Linked DNA regions of Mus musculus: region 2 is linked to region 1. The links are chromatin contacts, called in public Hi-C maps. All regions are on one chromosome and are shown on one strand. Each heading gives the region's core, a stretch centred on a gene start, on an enhancer-like site or on the middle of the called end of the contact. The rest is flanking DNA. Distances are from core to core; before and after follow the strand shown. Region 1 overlaps Rad51b (RAD51 paralog B). Region 2 has its middle 34 kb from the start of Gm36834.

Region 1 (6,811 bases), core at 899-3,398:
CCATCCTTACGGATGTCACAAGTACTATATAGCCTGCTGACCTCTACCTTATCTATACGACCAAGACCACACCGGATCCTAGGCCCTTAATCAATAGAAGAGGTCACGTGTGCTTTGCAAAAAAGACTTTTGATGTAGTCCTGCCTTAAGCTTTACCTTGCACACAGGATTGAGATAACCTTTACCAGGAAACTTATTCCCAAAGTTTTATTGTACTTAAATGTGTCTAAAATAAACTGCTTGGTGTCAGACTTTTGTAGTTTGAACCAACACCAGCTAAGTCATGTTAACTGGATTTCCTTCTGACCTCACGAGGACTGTTACTCTGCCAGCCCTGGTGGTCACAGAGACCTCTGCCCACACCGATTCACAAAGAATGTTGCTCTTTTCAGTGCTTTTCGGATAGCTAGCTACACACTGCTTTTCCACTGACACTCATCCATCTAAGGGACACACCAATGGTCATTAGGTTCTCCAGAAATCGTCTGGATGTATTCCATCAAGAAAAGTGTTGGCCTCAGAACCAGGATACCGGAACCACAGTGGAAAGGTGTCCCTGAGTAACAGGCATGCTAGGGCTTGAAAACACAAGAATGCTTCCTTGGATGGAATAAGCAGCTTTATCTTCTCGGAACAGGGCTGACCTAGTGTCCAGGCTGAAATGTTGTTTACACAAGCCCAAGAAAATCAAGAAGAATCCTCTGGTCTGTAACCAAGGACATCCATAAAGTTGTCTGGAAAAGGCAAATAAATGCCCATGTCTGTATTTGATGATCCCTGGCTCCTTGCTACAAGAGTCAATTTATCTCCTGCTGTAAAAGCAATACCATCCTGCCCCATCTCCCCTGGAAAGGCCCACCAGTCCCACCCCCTTCTTCATTAACCTGGATTTGCTGTGTATTTAGCTGGCAAATCTGGCATGTGAATTCTTCTCCACTCAAAACATCAGGGTATTCACCCAATCCTTTCCCTTTGCCAGATTTCCTGAGCGATGCCAACTCAGTCTGGTCAAAAAGTGGGATAAAGGTGAGGCAGGGCATCAGGAGATACAACCTTTGTGAGTTTTAAAAAGATCAGGCTCTAGGGTTCCTTTCTCTGGAGTTGGGAGAGAAGATTAAGTAGGGGGTGGACAGTATTACTTTCTGAATAGAGGGATTCTCTCTTGAGGCCAGAAGTCTAAACAGGGGGACCTGAGGAAGTCATTATGCTTTCAGAGCATCCTCTGATGATACTTAGTTCTTAAAACCCCTAGCGTATGTGGCAACGTGAAAGCTACACACTGGGCTTAGCACTAAGTAGAAGGTGTCCACCTTAAGGTCTCAAAACACACACACACACACACACACACACACACACACACACACACACACACACACACACACACGGCAAGAAAAGGTATGGCAACTATTTAATTTGCTCACAAATTAGCTAGTCTTGAACACATACCTAACAGAATAATCACTTGGAGATGAGGAATTTAAATCCCTCATCTCCAAGAGTGGTCCCCAGTCATTCACAGATGTTGAGGAAATGCTAACCGCAGGACTCACTCTCAAACTGTTTTCCTGTGATATGGCCAACTCCCCTCCCCCTGCAGCCTACCTCTCCACTCTTACCCCCACTTCAATCCCCACCCCCACCTCCCACCCCCCCACCTGTTTTATTTTAGTTGCTCTTAGGACAAGAGAGTTTTCCTTACGGTCAGTCAGTTCTTGCCCAGGACAGATATGGTGGCGACCACCTTCAGATGCTCTGATTTCCAGTTCATCTTTTTCTCTTACCTTTACACTTGAAGAACTCTGGGAGAGCATTCACTCACCTGCCTTCTCTCTGAATCAAGGTACTGGAGAATCAGCCGGGTGTTCACACAGTGACCCCATGTGTTTCCTAGTGCAGCTACCAAACAGCTGGATCCAGAAGTGCCTGAAAGGAGACAGAGCAAAACCCAGTTTGCAGAGAGGTCCTGCCTTACATGGCATTTGACTTAAGCTCAGTCATTATTCTTACTCAGAAGGGTACTCAAGGCTCCATCACAACAAAAGATGAGTTAGAGAAGGCCAACACTAAGGAACTGGGGACTAAATAAGAGTCAGCATGGAGTCCTTCAGCTTTAGCAGAAAGTGATCCCCAATGGGCAAACAAAGGCAGTTACACATTAACAAGAAGATGCATGGTGTGGCAACAAAGCCACTACTCAAAAAGAACCACACCTCTCCCATCCTTGGCAGAAGGGCACAGCGCTCCTCTATTGTTTATGAGCGGTCTTGGTTTAGTTGAACTGGCAGATCTTCGTTTAGATTGCTATGCAACGTAACTCAGTTTTCCTTATTAATCTCATGGCATATATGACATTCCTTTGCCCTCTCTCCTTGTGAACATCCACAGCCAAAAGGGAATCTGGGAGAGCTCAGCCTTTCGTATCCAGTCCGCTTTAGCTTGCTCTATTTCAAGAGAAACATTCCTTTACCCTCTAAGACTTTCCTGCAAGGAGGATCTGAACTGGACTTCATGTGAATTCCTAGCTTACTTCAAGTTGCACGTGGACCGCTATCTCATAGCTGCAAAGCCTCACTGATCTCTTTTGACACGACCAGGAGAAAGCATCCCTACTTCCAACCCCCTTTCTCTTTAAAGGCAAGCTGCCAAGCCCTGCTTCAGGGAGTCCAGCTCTCTCTAATCCAAGTCTGGCACAGCCTGAGGGCTCCTCCTCAATCTTTGCCCTCTTTGACTCCAGGCCATGGCAGGGAAGTTGGCCTGAGGGGGCCCATGGAACACTTTGCCTCCCATTGAGACGCCATCTCCTATCAATGAGGAGACTGAGAACATAGACGTTCACTGAATGAACTGAAACAAACGGAGGCATCATTCATAGCCTCCTCACGGCATCATCTCATCTGCAACTCACCACGGTCAAGTAGCAAGTGGTCCTCTTCCCCAGGACAGACAAAGTTAAAGGTAGAACCAGCTCCACCCAGCCACAAGTTCTTGGGTCTAAAAACCACAGCAGAGAAATGATGTTCAGTGGGTCTTAGCCAGGGGTGATTTTGTTGGCTAATGCCTAAGTGAGAGGGCTACAGGCCTCTAGAAGGTAGAGGCCAGTGTTGTTGCTGAACATCCTGTAATGCACAGCACAGGACTCTGACAAGGGTCTATGCACCCCTTGATAATACAACAGTTCTGGAACCCCAAAGTTAGGTAATGCACTGGGTGAAAATCAATAGCATGGACTTCATTGAGGAGGTTTAAAGAATTTAGCATCAAATAGAAAAGAGTAAAATTTAAAGTATCCCTGGCTCATGTGTACACAACCCAAAACATGAACAGAGGAAGGTGAAAATAAATAATCTGGCTATGTGAATCTGATGACCTCGCCTCCTGATCCAATCCTCTTGGGTCCTCCATGCCGGAGGATAAGATGTGAACGCCTGAACAGTATATTCTGTGGTCTTTGTCTTCCGCCCCTGCCCCTCCCTCCGACTTTACCTCTCTGAGCTTCCTGTGTCCTTTCCACTTCTCAGTTCTCACCAGCCTTGACCTCGAATCAGCAGGCGATAAAGCTCCCCACTCCTACAGACTCTTCTGGCCTTCTCTGTTGACTTTTGCCTCAGAGAGAGCACGTCTTTAGCCTTTCTGTCTTTCATCTCTCTCTTCTTCATCTGGGTGGACCCCAGGGAACTGGGCACAGCCAGCGTTTTTTCCAAATAGTACCAAATGCTAAAAAGCCATTGGGTGGTTATGAAATGCATGTTCATTGTTAGTAAGAGGCCAGGTCTTTCTCACCTTAGAGATGAACTCACTTCCAATTTCCTGGAGATACACAACCTTTCCATCTCTCTTCCACTATCCCCCCCCCCCTCCAGTGCTATATATGCTTTGTTCATGGTACTGCGTTACAGAAGGATATTTTCCTACAAGTAGATAGCACATTTTGAACACATTCCCCCATATCTCTCTGTTTTCTCCTTTCTTTCTTCTCCCTCCTTATTAGCCACCTTTGATTTATTGTTTCCTTTTCATATTCACACCATATGTACATGTAAGATTTTATGGATCTATATAAAATCTAGGAAGTATGAGTAAGAAAAATACATAATATTTGCCTTTGGGGGACTCAATTTACTTAATACAAATATCTCCAATTGCATCCATTTTACTGCAAATGATATAATTTTATTTCTCTTCATGTCTGAAAAAAATTCCACGTGTCTCTATAAACCGTATTTTCTTTAACCACTCCTCTGCTATAGATATAGGTTGATTCCATAATTTAGCTACTATTTTTATGTATATATGTGCACCATGTGTGTGCTTGGTGCCCACTGGGGCCAGAAGAGGGTGTCAGGTCCCCTGTAACTGGAGTTATGGGGAGCTGTGAGTCACCACGTGGGTGCTGAGAGTGGAACCTAGGTCCTCTGTAAGAATAGTGAATGTTCTTAACTGCTGAGCCACCACTCCAGTACCTCTTTTGATTTTTTCTTTTAAAAAGAAAAGCCAAAAATCAATGTTTTGAGGACTTGGTCTGAGGCTATTGTTCAGTGGAAGAGTACTTGCTTATCACATACGAGGCCCTGGGTTCAATTCCATAGCACCACATAAAAAATTTCCCTCAATTTACATTTTAAAGGGTTGTTGTTGGTGGTGTTCTGTTTTGTTTTGTCTGTATTTGTTTTTTAAGACAGGGTTTCTTTGTGTAGACCTCATTGTCTAGGAACCAGTTCTGTACACCAGGCTGGCCTTGAACTCACAGTGATTTGCCTGCCTCTGCCTCCAAGTGCTGGGATTGAAGGCATGCACCTCCCAACCCCCCCCCCCCCAGCTAAACAGATGGGCTTCGTGCCCATCAAGATTTTCTATGTGCTCATAGAAAATGTATGGTATGACCTCATGTCTCAACTCTACCCTGTGTCCAGAGCTGCCTCTCAAATGCCAAATTCTCTTATCATCACAATAAATAACTATTGCCTTCCTCCTCTAAAGTTACAAAATACCTTTTAAAATCCTCTCACTTACCTCCATTTTCTATTGTGGCATATTATTTGTGTGATTTTTGTATAATACACATTATAAATGAGCCAGAGGCATGCCCGGTTTGTGCCAGCAGGCCCTGTATCACTTAACACAAGGATGCTTACACTGACTAAATGACTAATAAGTTATTCCCATGCTGAACCATGTTATAGACTTGTTTTAACAGCATATTTACATTCTTAATTCTACCTTAAGCTAAAATTAATAGGTTTGCATTTTTTCAAGCTAACTGTAGCAGCCAGCTGTTTATACATCTCCTAAGTGAGCGGATTAAGTGAAGCTGTGCTTCACAGTTTGCCAAGAAAAGGCTACATGTGAACAATTAGGAGTTACTAATTGGTTAAGAACTTACAACTTTTTTTTTTTTTTGGTGGTGATAAAACTGGTGGAGTGTCCTAGTTCTAAAGGAAGGCAAAGGATGGTTCTAGAGATCAGAGACACGTTCAGGGCATGGGTGACTGTTTTAAACATTTCATAAAAGTAAATAAACAAGCAAATGGTTATAAAACCAACAAAAATAAAGCAAAATGAAAAACTCTATACCACGAGGCCCACGGGAGCGGGATGGAGGGGTGGCAGACACTTGGCTGTTCTTTGGTCAGATATATTTGGGATCTAATCAAGGGCTGCAAGGGCAAATGACAGAGAAAAGCTTCCAGGGAAAACTCTGAGTGAGTGACCTTGAGGAGACGTGTTCCAGACACACTTGCAAGCATCAGGCCAGTGTAAGAATAACCCCAGCAAGGCCTTTAAAGTTACTAATGATGAAGACAATGCTTCCAATTTTACTATATACTAGGCACTATGTAAACCCCTCAAATAGAGGCACCTTACATTGTTTGAATTTCATATCTCAGTACACATTTTTTGAGCCTATGAGATAGCAACACTATCAGTTCTACTGACAGACTTAAGCTATGAGAGATGAAGGCAGTTCCTTAAAGTCACGTAGATTGATTAACGGCAGAGCTAGGTTTCAAAACTAGGCTGCTAACCCCTACTTCGATTAGCCTTCTCTGGGCTCATCAGGTCTTGAAGATCAAATATCTTGTTATTCTCCTGTGCACAGGGGCTGAGAAGGGTCTTGGATTGCCCAAAGGCCCATTTCAGGAACGGTCCTGACAAGTTATCTTATCACTCCTATGAAAATGCTTGTCACTCAGACTCCACAGTCAGCTTCCTTTGTTCTGATGTTCAGTGATAACACAGGGCAAGAGGTCTCAACGAAGGCAGCACATGCATGCCCTGGCTTGGCAAGTTATTTAACTTTGCTCAACTGGCCTAGCAGCTGCATTCACACAAGTCAGGTGGCCTACAGCTGACCTTTAAGCTAGAGGCTTAAACTCAGGTTAGGAGAGGAAAGATAGGTCACTTCACGCAGCTTCAAACACAAGAGAAGAACTGGAGGTGGCTCTGGTGGTAGATGACTTGAGAGGGGTCAACAGGGAGGCTGTCAGTTACTATACATTCATGGTCTTGTTTCCTACAGGAGAACTTAGTGGTCCTTTCTGTCTTTGCAGTTTCTAGCATTCCCATGAGAGGGCTGGAATAAGTGCTCACTAATGCTGTTTATGCAAAATTCAAAGCAGGGAGAGTCTGCTTACTGACTCTTTATAAAAGGTGATTTCCTGCCCAGTGACCTCATTGGTTAGGAAACTGATAAGTAGGTCTTCTCTGTGTTCATTTTCAGCGGAAGTTCTGAAAACTGGGGCACTCTCCCTTCCTCCCATTTTTGAACAACTGTGATATTTAGACCTGCCAAGGCTGTATGACTTCATTGTCT
Region 2 (7,030 bases), core at 3,942-6,441, 220 kb before region 1:
GAAACTGTCTCAGAGTCTGTTCTCCCTAGATAAGGCGGGTACAGCCAGGCTATAGAACAAGATCTTTGTTGAGACGGCTAACCACCAAGAGTCTATCAATCCTGAGGCACTGAGGTCTTTTCCAGCTTTTTTCTCTCTCGTCCCTCACACCCACTGAGCCTGAGTTCTGTAATGTCTGTCTCCAAACAATCCCTCAAATATTGTCTCCTACTACCTCAATTCAAGTATAAATGGCCTCTTTCTGAATTATCTCCACATATTTCCCACCTCCATGTCTGCGGATCAAAATTACACATGTTTTTCACATTCCTCAACTTAAGAGCGTTTCTTACCCTCAGGGTCACATCCTCACAGACACATCCTGGTCAAACATGGCCCACCCTAGTTCATCGTCTTTTATCAGATAGCTCATGTCAAGCGGCTGATCCATTCTGGGACACCGTAGTACCTTTGTTCATGCTGTGTCTTCCACTTGGGATATTCTCCCTCTAACACTGTCGCTATGTGGGAAATGTAGTCATCTTTCAGAACATGCATCAAGTGCCTTGGACTGTAGGGCGCCCGTGACAGCCTACCTCTGCTATTTATCACACTAGGTTAGAAGCTCAGAACCTGTGGTGACTTTGCCTTCGGGAGACCATAATTGTAGACATTTTTGCTCATCACAACTTGTGTGTGAATTACTAGCACTAGTGACTAGAGGGCAAGGATGCTGCTGAACTTACACAATTCATGGAGCAGTCTATCCTGAGGGTGTGTGTCCCCAGGTGTTAATTATGCTGAGCCCTGGAATAAGCCAATGGAATGTCCAATGTTTGGCCTAAAAGGATGTCCAATAGCTATTTATATACAAGGGAGTGATAGAACTGATGTAATAGTCATATATTCTCTTGCTATAGGACCGGTTCTCTTTGAGACCTTCAAAAGAAGGTCTTCAGTTCACTGTCACGCACAAGCACACTGAAAAAGATGGAATACAATATACATGTGTATAGAAAACTTTGCTTTTAGGGTACAAAAAGACCAATGTATCATTAGAGTGTAGCTCAGGTTGGGTGTGGTCACACATCACATCTTTTTAAAAGTAGGGGCCTTTGATAGAGCTTCAGGGAAATTGCTCCCATGCATCAGGAACCAAACCCTTATTAACTCAGAGGGAGTCAAGGCCCGAGTCCGCATCCTACATGGGATGTGGCCAACTTGGAGGCTGTACAGAGAGAATCATGAAAATGGTTAAACTCTGGACATCTCTTCTGATGAAGAAAGGCAAAAGGAATTGATATTACCTAACCCAAAGGAAGTGGGTTTCCAGTGTGCTCCAACCACTGTCATCCTGGAAGGAGACTGTCAAATGGAGACAGCCATCAGCCACTTTTTGGCATCAAGGACCCAAGAGGCAGAAATAGGCAAGGAAGTCCATGGGTTATGGACCAAGCAAGTACATGTGGGTTTGAGCACGCATCAGGGAAGCTGATTGGCAGGGGTCTTTGAGGGACCCCATGCCTCTCTTGACTCTTCCCTAGATTATATCCCTATCCTGCCGCTTGTACCATTAGAGAGCTGGGGATGGGGCTGTCAGGCTTTGGATTGTGATTCTAGAACTTTCCTTTGAACTGGAGAGTCAGGAAAGACTAATGACTCCGGGAGGCAGAGGGGAGGAATATCAGGGAGGGGGGAAAAAGGTGAGACAGAGGAGAAAGGCAGGCCAGAGCAAAGAAGCAGCTGGAACCTCATCAGGAAAATGTCGAGGCTGGCTGGCGAGCCAGCATCTGGAAAACAGACTGGGGGCTATATTTAGACTGCCATGACTTGCAATAATTTGTGTGAGGGGGGAAAAAGGAAAATGTGAAGTTGGCGTTGTCGTTTTTGGGGAGGGAATGAGTTATAAAAAAAAAAGGAGCGGCTGGAGTGGGCAAGCTGTACATGAGACCTTGGCCCCTGGCCTCCAGGAGGGGGTTGTTGAACAGCACGGCCTGTCAGGAGTGAGGGATGGTGTTTACTGAGCTTAATCCAGCTCATGCCCCAGCCTCAAACATGCCCTGTGCTCCCCACCAAGAATGTGGGGTGCATTCCTAGGTATGCCAGGCAGCTTGTCTCCCACAGCACCCAGATGCTTCCGGGATGGTGTGGGGTGCTCTCCTAGGAGAGAGAATCAGGCAGGGCTTTGGATGGGGGTCTGACTAGAGCAGCACTCTGTAAATTCTAAGAATGTGTATACATCGCAGAGGCCTTCCTCCAGCTGGATTATAAATAGAGGATTAGTTCAAAGGCAGGCAGCCTTTTAAAGAGACGGTGCCAAGCAAAGTCTGCAAACCAAATACAGTAAAACCTTCTTAAGCCCCTGTTGGTTGATTCCAAATAGCATATAAGTCAAAGTCACAGCATTTTCCTGGCTGACTTGGTGCCTAGCTGTCCTTTAGTATCCTTGGGGGTCTGCCTGAAGCAATGGTGAAGCCTCAGTCATCTAGGCCAGCACATGTCACTTTAGACGGCAGGACATCCCAGTTAGCTTGAAGTTTGTTCTCGTAAATTGCACGCTTATGAAATGCAATCATTTTTGGTCAAAGCTTTTCTTTAAAACTGTCATATAGGTAATAGATTTTAGTGTAGAATAGGTTGGGATTTTTCTTTTTGGAAAGGCTCTCTCTCTGTTGTTGCCCAGGCTGATAGAGGACTCATAAGCTCTAGCAATCGATCTTCCTGCCTCAACTTCCTGATTAGATAGGACTACAGATATGTACCATCATATCTAGCTAGGATGTTTTTATTTTAATTTAATATTTTAAAACTCTGCTTATGGTCGAATTTATAAGTATTAGTTAGTAGAATGTTATTCCAGTCACACCGAGCCTTCAGATGTGTGTATTTATGTTCTTTTGGGGGTTCATAGGTCTTTTTTACATTAAAAATATTTACTTACTTTAAAATTATGTGTATATGTGTGCATCTAGATGAGAGTATGTACATGAGACTGTGGGTAAGAGAGGAAGCGAGAATTCGGATTCCCTTGAAGCTGGAGTTAGAGGCAGTTGTGACCTACCCAATGTGGGTGTGGTGAATTGAACCTAGATCTTCCAGAAGAGCAGTGTATGGCTTATCTTTAGTCTTTTTAAAAACAAGTGTCTTATCTCTTCTTTTGTAAACCAGCAGGAAAATGGTATATTCCCTGCAGCAACCTCACAACCCGTCTTTTTCTTAGCTAATTTTCTTCCTTTAGTCTGTTCTGGACTGAGAAACCATCTATGCAAACTTATTAAATTTCTATGTGACCAAAAGGGTACCAATACAACATGAGTAAGGGATCCAAAGTTCCCCATTCCACAGGACTCAACCAGTCAGTCTTAAAGGGCCACAGACCACTCAGCCCTCCAGGGACACAGTTGCTTTGGTTGTATGATTCTCTAAACAGTCCAGTATGGGTTTAGGTGGATTCATCTGGCTGCTTAGACACCTCTTGGCTCATCTCCAAGCTCTGGTCTTATTTTAGATAGTGAGGTATGTGGGGAGCTATGTTCTGGATAGAGGAAGCTTTCTTCCGACTTTACGTCTATATTCATCAAAACTGTGAGTTTGAAGTCATTGAGGTTTTATTTGTTTTTTTTTTCCTCCTAAACTTAATCATGTCAGTGGTAAAGGTACTGAGTTGCAAATTGGCTTATAAGAAAAGATAGAAACTGGATATTCATAGGCTAAGCCAACACAGAGGGGCTGGGAGGTAGGTGTGTGTGTGTGTGTCCCCTCTAGTAAGTTATGATCAGAATCAGTGCTTTATATAGTCCCCAACCAGCCAACCTCCCATCAGCCAAGACCAGACATTTTGAATGGAGAAATCTGACTAGTCAGAGGAATCACTATACTCAATACCAGAATTTCTAAGCCTTCCTAATGCTGCAACCCTTTAATACAATTCCTCATGTTGTTCTGACCCCTGGTCATAAAGTTATTTTCGTTGATACTTCATAACTATAATTTTGCTACCATTATGAATCATAATATAAATATCTGATATATAGGATATCTGGTATTCAACCCCCAAAGGGGTCGAGACCCACAGGTTGAGAACCACACTGCTCTCTGCGCTCCAAGGCTAAGAAACAAAGAAATGACTCTCAGAAGCCCTGCTGCCCAGCCCCAGCCTGAGGCAACTCCATTAGCCTGCCTCAAAGAGGCAGGAATCTCACAGGATTTCAGAGGTTGTCCTGAGAGGGGCTCTTCCAACCGGTTTCTGTATAAAAGTTCAGGCTTACTTTGTTCTCATATATTGTCCTGTTAAGACACTGGCCTCTTTGCTGAAGGTGTCCGTCATTGGCTGGTCTACTCACATACTGACCCAACTTGTTCTAAGAAATTACATAGTCATGACCTCGGGCACATGCCTCTCCTCCCTTCCTCACATATGATTGGGTCAGGACACCTGAGGGTGACCCTTTCTTTGGCTAGCTGGCAATTATCAGTGATTGATGTGGCTTGACACTGAAAACTAAGCGAGGGTAAAAGAGTCTGCTCAGGGGAATCTAGAGTTAATTGGAAAGCATGGGCCAGGGGGCCACAGACACAGCGACTAGGAAGATAGGCAGAGGATGGAGTGCGGTTCGTCTCAGAGCTGACTTTACAGTGAAGTGGCAGCTGGCAGTGAGGCACTGAGAACAGAGGTTCAGGGAGGGACACTTGTGGGAACCAGAGCTGAGTCCCTGCAGTTTGTCTTTCCCTTTGAGTCGCACTTAAACTCATGTTCCCAGCCCTGAAAGACTCAGTTGGCTTGAGTGGACCTCTGTTCTACTGCAACAAGACTGCCATGTTCTCTATAAAGTAGTTTCTGTAACCCTTGGAACTCAAAGCTAGAGCCATCCAAACACGTCCTTTTCTAGCCTAAGGAGTTATTCATTTATTTTGTTTTTAACATTTTCCTCCAAGGACCCCTCTTACCGAGGCTTTAATTTTTGTGCTGTTGATCTCTGATCTACAAGTCCAGCACCTTCGTGTTTCACTCTGATGCCTGGTGCTAAGGTTGCCCTGGATACCACCAGGACTGACTTTGGTGCCCTGTATCCCTGGCCATCAGTCCTAGGGCCGTGTTCTGCTTAGTCTTCTAATGATAGGGCTGCCTGCTGACTGACACACAGATCTGCTTCTTCCCTAATCTGATATTCCCCAGAGGGGCATCACTGTCAGCAAATGTCAGCGCAGGAAGGGGCTTGGCTGTCAACTAGGCCAACCCTGTCATTTTAGCAATGAGGAACCTGAGTCCCAGAGAGACTACACAACTTACTCAAGGTCAAACAAAGCTGAGCAACTCGTCGGGCACCCTGCGTATTCTCCCTCTGAATGCTCTTTGCAGCCTCCACCCACGCCCCCCCCCCCACACACTTTTTTTTCCTAGCTTAACCTCACTGATTTAAAGTGTTCTTCTGACCTCAGAGGGCATTTTGAATTGTGTGTATTCAAATTCAGACACTTATTGTTGATTTTCCAGGGTTGATAGAAATGATCATGCAAGCTCGGAAAGCTGAGGCAGGAGGATTACCTGAGTTAAGAATGTTTGGGATTAGTCTAGGAAGCAAAGACACACCAGATCTCTTAAAACCAAACAGAAAGAAGTAATGTGCAGTTATTTCTCAGAATCTAGAGTATGCCTAAGGTAGGATGAAGCCACAGGTGAAGTACTTTATTAGATATATAAGTGAATCACATTGGAGCCTCATTGTATCGCTGCTATAACCATGCACAGAGAGACTAAATGATATAATAAAAGAAAATGAATTTCATCTTGTTTTGTTGTTTTTTTTTTTAAAAAGATTTATTTATTTATTATATGTGAGTACACTGTAGCTGTCTTCAGACACACCAGAAGAGGGCATCAGATCCCATTACAGATGGTTGTGAGCCATGTGGTTGCTGGGACTCATGAACTTTGAAACTCATGAACTCATGAACTTTGGAAGAGCAGTCGGTGCTCTTAACTGCTGAGCCATCTCTCCTGCATCTCACTATATAGACAAGACTGGCCTTAAATTCACAGAGATTCACTTGGCTCCACCTCCCCAGTGCTGGGATTAAAGGCATGCACTACCATGGCCAACTTGGATCTTTTCTTTTGCTATTTGTTTTGTTTTTTTTCTTTTCTTTTCTTTCTTTCTTTTTCTTTTTTTAAATGTGTGGTACCATGTGTCATTGAAAAGGAAAGACTTTATTATTTTTTTAATAAAGCTGAGACACATTAGAGATTTGAAGAAAAAGGTGAATCTAGAATCTTACTGTGTAACATTTCCAGAGAAACCTCTTATGGTTTATTTAGTTGAATGCAAGACACATAAAAAAAAAAAAGGTTGGGGTGGGGTGGGGTGGAGTGGGGGAGATGGCTCAGCAGTTAAGAGCACTGGCTACTCTTTTAAAGAACCCTGTTCAATTCCCAACACCCACATGGCAGTTCACAACTGTCTATAACTGCAGTTCCAGGGGATCTGACACCCTCACACAGACAAACAAGCAAGCAAAACACCAATTCATGTAAAATAAAAATAATTAAAAAAAAACCTTCTGAAAGAAAATACAAATAAATGGCATGTTAATCTCTAAAAAAGGCTTGCAGGATAAAAACAAGGGAAACAATATGGGACGCCGGGATTGAGAACATAAAATATTTAAATGGATTTACTTTGAAAAGTAATGTGAACCAAATTAAAAGGCAATATAAAAAAATCTTGGAGAAATAGAGACCCAATAATAATAATAACAACAGCAACAATAGTAATAGTTCTTACAGAGAGCTAAGAAGATGGCCTAGCTGGAGAAGTGTTTGCTGCACAGCCATGAAGGGTATGGGTTCAAATCTCCAACACTCCTGTAAAAAGCCAGTGCTGAGAAGCAGCTTGCAGGAGCTCCCTGGATAGCTGGTCCACCCAGTGGTGAACTGAGCTTCAGTGAGAGGCCCTATTGCAAAAAAGAAGGTGGAGAGTGTTAGGGGAGGAAACCTGATGTTGATCTCTGACCTTTACACACAAAAGCACATACATGTACATGCATACCTACA

Evidence for each region. Hi-C and Micro-C count contacts between places; a contact is called where the count stands out from the background.
Region 2: a Hi-C map of the G1E-ER4 cell line shows a contact between it and region 1, with 3 times the contacts expected there. The contact joins two enhancer-like sites. A contact is called at or near these places in 1 of 15 datasets of contacts at CTCF or cohesin (the NIH/3T3 cell line), 9 of 484 Hi-C or Micro-C datasets (the G1E-ER4 cell line, the N1E-115 cell line and uterus), 1 of 115 datasets of contacts at active chromatin or transcription factors (stem cell-derived neural progenitor cells) and 1 of 9 other capture datasets (embryonic stem cells).

Annotation. Positions count from the first base shown.
Region 1 is chr12:79,762,183-79,768,993 of GRCm38.p6, reverse strand. Rad51b (RAD51 paralog B) reads right to left here. Exons shown (of 11, transcript NM_009014.3): 9 at 1,820-1,923. Among named protein-coding and RNA genes, the nearest start is that of Gm36048, 33 kb to the left of the region's middle. Within about 2 kb of position 2,148, at least 11 of the 459 cell types and tissues checked have an H3K27ac peak or open chromatin away from gene starts, as enhancers often do. A contact at or near this core is called in the G1E-ER4 cell line, where this site is marked.
Region 2 is chr12:79,981,617-79,988,646 of GRCm38.p6, reverse strand. No RefSeq gene overlaps it. Among named protein-coding and RNA genes, the nearest start is that of Gm36834, 34 kb to the left of the region's middle. Within about 2 kb of position 5,191, at least 32 of the 459 cell types and tissues checked have an H3K27ac peak or open chromatin away from gene starts, as enhancers often do. A contact at or near this core is called in the G1E-ER4 cell line, where this site is marked.